Linked DNA regions of Mus musculus: region 1 is linked to region 2. A link is a contact called in public HiChIP or PLAC-seq data. All regions are on one chromosome and are shown on one strand. Each heading gives the region's core, a stretch centred on a gene start, on an enhancer-like site or on the middle of the called end of the contact. The rest is flanking DNA. Distances are from core to core; before and after follow the strand shown.

Evidence for each region. HiChIP or PLAC-seq counts read pairs in DNA pulled down with a chosen protein or histone mark.
Region 1: a BATF HiChIP or PLAC-seq map of CD8 T cells shows a contact between it and region 2, with 8 read pairs. The contact joins the promoter of Runx3 here to the enhancer-like site in region 2. A contact is called at or near these places in 3 of 39 promoter capture datasets (embryonic stem cells and trophoblast stem cells), 8 of 484 Hi-C or Micro-C datasets (CD4 T cells, the G1E-ER4 cell line, Th1 cells and 4 more), 4 of 115 datasets of contacts at active chromatin or transcription factors (the 230-238 cell line, CD8 T cells and embryonic stem cells) and 3 of 9 other capture datasets (adipose tissue, liver and pancreatic islet).

Annotation. Positions count from the first base shown.
Region 1 is chr4:135,150,642-135,153,904 of GRCm38.p6, forward strand. Runx3 (runt related transcription factor 3) reads left to right here and starts at 1,904. Exons shown (of 5, transcript NM_001369050.1): 1 at 1,904-2,415. The coding sequence starts at 2,131.
Region 2 is chr4:135,101,297-135,104,574 of GRCm38.p6, forward strand. No RefSeq gene overlaps it. Among named protein-coding and RNA genes, the nearest start is that of Gm16225, 17 kb to the right of the region's middle. Within about 2 kb of position 1,650, at least 25 of the 459 cell types and tissues checked have an H3K27ac peak or open chromatin away from gene starts, as enhancers often do. A contact at or near this core is called in CD8 T cells and Th1 cells, where this site is marked.

The DNA.
Region 1 (3,263 bases), core at 654-3,153, 50 kb after region 2:
GACACTGCTTCAGCCCGGGCGACCCTTCACCTGCGACCTCAGGCTGCGTACTGAAGGCCAGCACTTCCCCAACCCTTGGATCTGGTGCCCGCGTCTTCCGAGGGTTATAGCTGAGTCCGGGCCCAGGGTCAGATGTTGGGTCATTCCTGTAGCCCCACTTTCCGGAGACCCGGTTATTAATTTGTTGTAAGATCAGAAAGAGAAATCAGGCGGAGGGACTAGTATGGGGCAGATGCAAACTGGAATCACTCAAGAAATCGAATTTATGCATCGCATCGCAGAGGCTGCCAGTCACGGCCCACAATCGCTCGAGGGCAGAATAGACGACTCGGTCTGGGTCCTACCTGGTGACTAGCGGTGCTCCCTTTCCAGGGGAGCCCCCTGAGGGCCCATGCTCAGGGCCAGGCTTCCTAGATCCCCTCTGGTCCAGAGGCTGTTTCCATGGCGGCCCAAGGCCTAGTGATGGTCAACTCCGAATCATAGGTTCTCAAAAAGTTCCAGTAAGGGACCTTCACTGTCCTTGCTTCCCTGGTGGCTTGAGGCGCTGGCATAAGGCCCAGAGAGGGGCAGAATACAATTCTCCTGGCACTCGTTAGACTCAGGACATACCTAGTACCCCGCTGTTGTACACACAGCGCCTGATTTCGTTTTTTGACAAAATGGAGTGTTCTAAGCTGAGGTCAGAGCCAGGATGAGGTCTTGATGCCTCTGTCGCCATCGGATCCTAAATCGTGTCGCTTCTGGGGCTTGTATTGGTAGTTGCAGACAGATTCACTGTCGCTGGCAACGAAAATGCAGTCGAATTTCCAAAGCAGTGAGAGAAACACATGCATTCGTTCGTTGCTGCCGTCCAAGGAGTGCACGGGGTTGGGGAGAGCACAGCCCTCGGTGACCGGTGACCGTGGACTCTCTAGTTGTGTGTCTGTGCCCCCATGCCAGGCTTAGGAGACGGGACGGGAAAGAGTTGTTGTTAGTGAAGTCCAGGAGTTGCTGGGCCACGGAGCATGAGGAACACAGAGACCCCAGGGCCGATTTCCCACAGGGCACCTGACAGCTCTGTAGGCTCAGCGCTTTAGGGCCAAGAAGACTATGGCCCGGCCCTAGGAGGACCCCTTTCCATCCGTGGGGAGAAAGCAGTCTGAGCGTTAAGACTTCTTTCTGCCACAGACCCTCATCCACTTCCACTAGACGGACGGTGGTTGCATGCGTATGGTGTAGCATGGAATGTTCCAAAAAAGCACACTGTTGTAGGCCCCATTGTAGTTTTCAAAGACCCATGAGCTGCCAAGACAGAGGACAACTCCACGAGGCCTGCGCGATCCTGAAATTAGTTTTGAGTGGACAGGAGCCGTGTGGTTGTCCCCACCCCACTGTTGGTCCCTGTGGCAACCCCTATTCTGTCTGCCTCGAAGGTTGACACAGAAGCCACAGAGACGAGAGCCAAGGCCGCGCGGAGCTGTGGACTCCCTCGTGGGGTGGAAGCTCTAGGGTCAAAATCGTTTGTGGAGTGGAGGGAATGAGAAAACCGTCTTGGGTGTCACCGCGGCAACCAGCTGAGGGTGCAGGTTCCGGGCTGCGGTGGCCAGAGCTGAAGCAGCCAGGCTGCGACTCGAGGGAGGGGAAGCGAGCCGCAGCCAGGAGGCTGGAAACCCGATGTCTGCCCAGGTCGCAGCGGCCGCTCCTGACTCCGGGGACCGCGGCTCCCCGCGCGGCTACCGGGACGCGGGTGTCTAGACCCTCTGGGGCGGAGCCTGGCCCCTGCTTGGCTCGCGCGGGCCCGAGCCACCGGGTCCTCCACGGCGAACCCCGAGCCTGGGGGCTGCGATTGGCTGCGCCCCGCGTCGCTCGCACGGCCCCGCCCCGAGGCCCGGGGTACTAACCCCGCGCGGGCGGCCGCGTCGCCGCCACTTGATTCTCTAGGATCCGGGCTGGGGCCGCGGCCGCCGAGTCCGTGGGGCGGCCGCGCGCGCCGGATGCGGGACTAGCGGGCGCGCGGCCGACCGTCGGGGCGCACCCCCTCCCCCGGCGCCGCCCCTCCCCCCACCCCCCACGCTGGCCGGGCCCCGAGCCGCCGCCTTCCCGCCTCCCGCTTCCCGCGGCTGCGGCCGCCCGCGCCCTGACGGCCGCGGCATGCGTATTCCCGTAGACCCGAGCACCAGCCGCCGCTTCACTCCCCCCTCCACGGCCTTCCCCTGCGGCGGCGGCGGCGGCGGCAAGATGGGCGAGAACAGCGGCGCGCTAAGCGCGCAGGCAACCGCGGGCCCCGGCGGCCGCACCCGGCCCGAAGTGCGCTCGATGGTGGACGTGCTGGCCGACCACGCGGGAGAGCTCGTGCGCACCGACAGCCCCAACTTCCTCTGCTCCGTGCTGCCCTCGCACTGGCGCTGCAACAAGACGCTGCCGGTCGCCTTCAAGGTGAGTGCAGGGGCCCGAGCCGGGAGGACACCGGGGAACCTGGGCGCCCCCATTTGCAGGAGCCCATACCGGGGAGGACTTGGGGAGCACCTAGAAGTAGGACATGAAAGGGGATGTCACCCAGCTGGCAAGACACCGGGGTACCCGGGCGCCCCTACTGCAGGATGCCACTCCCGGAAGGACCCCCGCTGGACTCCAGGCGATCCGCAATAAGAGCCCAGACCCCAGAGAACATGGGAGGTACCGTGGTGGAAGAAAAGGGGGTCACCCGGCTAGCAGGACATAGGGGTGCCTGGTCACCCACGCTGCAGGAGCCCAGGCCCGACAGAACATGAGAGGAACCTGGGTGTCCCCGCTGCCCGAGCCCGGGTCCAGAGAGAAATATGGTTACATCAGTCAGGGAAGGTACCAGGAGGACGTCCAGGAGAACTGGGCGTGGGGAGTTCTTCTGCCGTTCCTATTCCAAGAGTCAGAACCCCAGACCTCCCGTTGGGAACGGTACACCGCGGCCTCTCTGCCGGAGGACACGGACACTTGGGGCGCTCCTTCTCGGTGGCACAGACAGCCTGGAGGAGCCATACCCCGTTCCACCTGGCCTTCACGGGGCCCTGCAGAGTATAGTGGCATGGAAACCGGAGGACTGGGGCTCCCAGATTCTTTGGCACAGTCTAACCGGTAACTGGGATGAGGACCGCCGGAGCTGGGCGAGGACCCGGGAGGTGTGGGGCACAGAGGGCGAGGAGGGCCTGGCCTAGCACCGCGCCTCCTGCTCTGCAGCAGAAACACTTCCTTCCCACACTCTCAACCTCAGCGGCTGAAGTGTTGCACAGGGCGACCGTAGGCCGGTT
Region 2 (3,278 bases), core at 400-2,899:
TCTACTCAGAACTAGAGGAACCAGCTCAGAGAGGAGAAGACATGACCTACACAGGGCACATGAGAGTTGACGTGAGACGGGAACCCCTTTCTCTCTCCTGAGAACCAGAATCAACCAGGAGGTGGACACGGCAAGCCAGGACTCACCACCCTCGAGACCCTGTCTGAGAGGGATAGGCATGTACCCTGTTCAGCAGGGCAGTATTGTAAGTAGCACAAAGGATCCCCCAACACAGCAGGATTCATTGTGAAGTTTTTGCCTCAGTTTTCCAATCTGTAAAATGGCTCTAGAAGCAAAATTGTTTCAGGAGGAAGGAACATAGTCCCTCAATACTGGTCATGTGGAAAGCATCTGCTTCTGTGTGGCAGGCTCCCCAAGGTCGCTGTGTGGGGGAGGGGTGGTGTGGGCAGAGATGGCCGGTCCCAGAACCAGGGCCAGGAGACAGACTTCTTATTTTATGTCTGTAGTAGGTGGGAGTCGTGCTGGCTAGGGGTGACATTGGGCAGGCAGAAGACCTGAATGTGGCAGTTGATGGAGCCAAAGTGCTAATTCCACTGTGTCACATGCCCAGCTGGAAGAGCCAATCTCTGTCAGTGGCCAGGGCTCAGGAAGCCTTGAGTGGCAAGCCTGGGTTAGGTGCGTGGAGGTGTGGCCAGGTCCACCAGATCTGGGGATAGAGTGGACCTGTGGGTGGGGTGCCTATCCCAACAGGTGGCTTCAGAGATGCTTGAGAAGTGTCCCTCCATCTAGAAACTATGGGTGATAGTGACAGTTGTCCTGTCATGCTGGGTCTGTTCTAGCCCAAGTCACAAATGCAGACGTGGGTGACACTAGGGCCTTGGAGGATGAAGCCTCCAGGAAAACATACTGTGGATTGTCCCCATCAAAGGCACACCACAAGTTAATAACAAAACCGCATGTTCTGGTGTGCAACTGTCATGAGCTGTCAAATTAATGATAAGACCTCTAGCTGCCATTAATTAAGTGCCACAGGCCACGACGTGTGGTTCTGAGCACTTGACTTATACTAATCCATGGGCTCATGCCTCTACTTTACAGATTGGGAAACTGAGGCACAAATAGCTTAGGTAAGTTGCTGAAGCCCCCTTCGGCTAACACTTGAAAATTTCCCTCCAGAGAGCCTCAGTGAGTCACCGGCCACTAAGTACCCAAACAGACGTCAGCTAGTGTCCATACCAGACTGGTCACTAATGTCACCTTGCCACTTCCAGCCTGCCGGACATCCTGTGGGGTGTGCCATTTACATGAAGCTCCGCCGGCCGGCAAGACCCCAAAGTCTACATTCTCGTTTCCATTTCAGAGATAAGGAACCTGAGGCTCCCAGAGACGGAGCCAGGGATTCTTGGGTCACACCCATTCCAGAAAGAGACCACAGAAGCCAGGACTGGGTAGGGTCAGGGTGGCCTGTGGCAAAGGTCTCAATAAATGGGGCGCAACTGTGGTGTGTGGGGGAACATTCTGTGCCTGGCCAGAAAACCTGTCCCCAGGGAGGGCAGGGGCAGCCTGAGCTTCCCAGGGTTGTCCTGCCCGAGGCTCAATTCCAGGTGACTGTGGCCTCAGTTCCTTCAGGACCACAGCCTGGCCCTTGTTTTGCTCAGAAAGCCCACACATCATCTCACACCGGAAGCTTCACCCTGGCCGGCTCACGTCCTGTTCTCTGAAGAGGGAGGGGGGAAACCTGTAGAGTCTGTCTGTGTGAGTTGTTTTTCAACCAGCTGTCTTTGAAAAGCTTCCTAAGGCAGAGGGAATATTCTAGAGGGAAGAGGCCTGTGAGGTGAAGGTGGAGGGAAGATGGAGATATACTAAGCACAGCTCTGGGACAAGAGAAAGCCCTGGGGACTGGCCCCAAAGTCATTTGGATCCACATTCTAGAACCTGCGACATCAGCCTGCCATTCACTCACTTTCCCGAGCTAGGCTGGGAGACAAACTTAAATGGGGAGTCTGGGTCCCCAATGCCAGTTACAACCAGCTGTGATAAAGTGTCTTCTAGAGTCTGCAGACCTAACTGTGGTAGTTTGTACACAGTTTTGGTGAGAATATTTACACCACAGAAATTAGTAGACATTGCAACTCATCTCTTTCTTTCTCTCTCTCTCCCTCCTCCTCTCTCTCTCTCTCTCTCTCTCTCTCTCTCCTCTCTCTTTGTCTCCCCCTCCTCTCTCTCCCTCCTCTCTCTCTCTCTCCCCCCATCTCTGTCTTTCTCTGTCTCCCCCCTCCCCTCTGTCTCTGTCTCTCTGTCTCTGTCTCTCTCATTTCTCTTAATAGCTGTGTGATCTTAACCCTGTTACTTTACCTCTCTGTGCCTGTTTTCTTACCTCTATGTTATTAGACAAATACTTATCCAGCTGTTGGAAAAATAAACTCAGAGTATGTCTGAGGCACCTGTACAAACAGGCACTCCACGAATGTTCCCTCCTTCCCTAGAGAACCCCGAAGTCTGTCTCCCTATGCCTGGTGCTTGAGAAGGAGCCTTGTCCTTGTCCCCTGCTGGTGTTTCAGGTGGGGGAGGTCACAGGTGTGTTTCAGAGGCCTTTAGCCCTTTTTATTCATAGTCCCTAAGTCCTCAAGCCAGAGAAAGGTTGGGGACAAGGGATGGAAGAGAGTGGGGGAGCTGGGTGTATTTCCTGGAATCAGAGCAGCAGAGGGTGAGGCAGGTGTGAAAGCAAATCTCATCTGGGCATCAGCATGAGACTCGGGAGACGCTTCCGGGGTGGGTAGCACATGAGCTGGGTAGACTGGGGGAGCCGGGCTGTCCCCTAGAGCAAGGACACACAGCTAGTAAGAGATAGGGCTAGACACGGGCTCCAAGCAGTGGGATGCAGAGAGTATGAGCCCTGGTTTGCAGTGTCAAGTCAGCCAGTTTCCACTTTGTAAATGTCCCTCCTCCTCCTCCTCCTCCTCCTCCTCCTCCTCCTCCTCCTCCTCCTCCTCCTCCTCCATCTTCTTCGATGTCTTTATTCAGCATCTCCTCACTCTCCAGTATCTCCCACCATCTGTGTAGGTGGACCCAGAACAACAACAGGTCCCTCCCTGTCCCGGAGCTCACAGGCAGGTGTATATGCCCACAGAAACCTGGTCCCCTTCCCACAGGATGGTGGGAGGAAGGGCTTGCTGGAAGAGCTGGTAGAAGTGAAAGCCCTGGGGTTGGAGTGAGCAGGGCCGAGAGAGGGGCCCTGGAAGGTTAGGCTGGAAAGCAAAGTCAGAAGTGCTTGAGACAGGGCTGGGCTGCTCTATGAAGCAGGGTGGTTTCAGGTA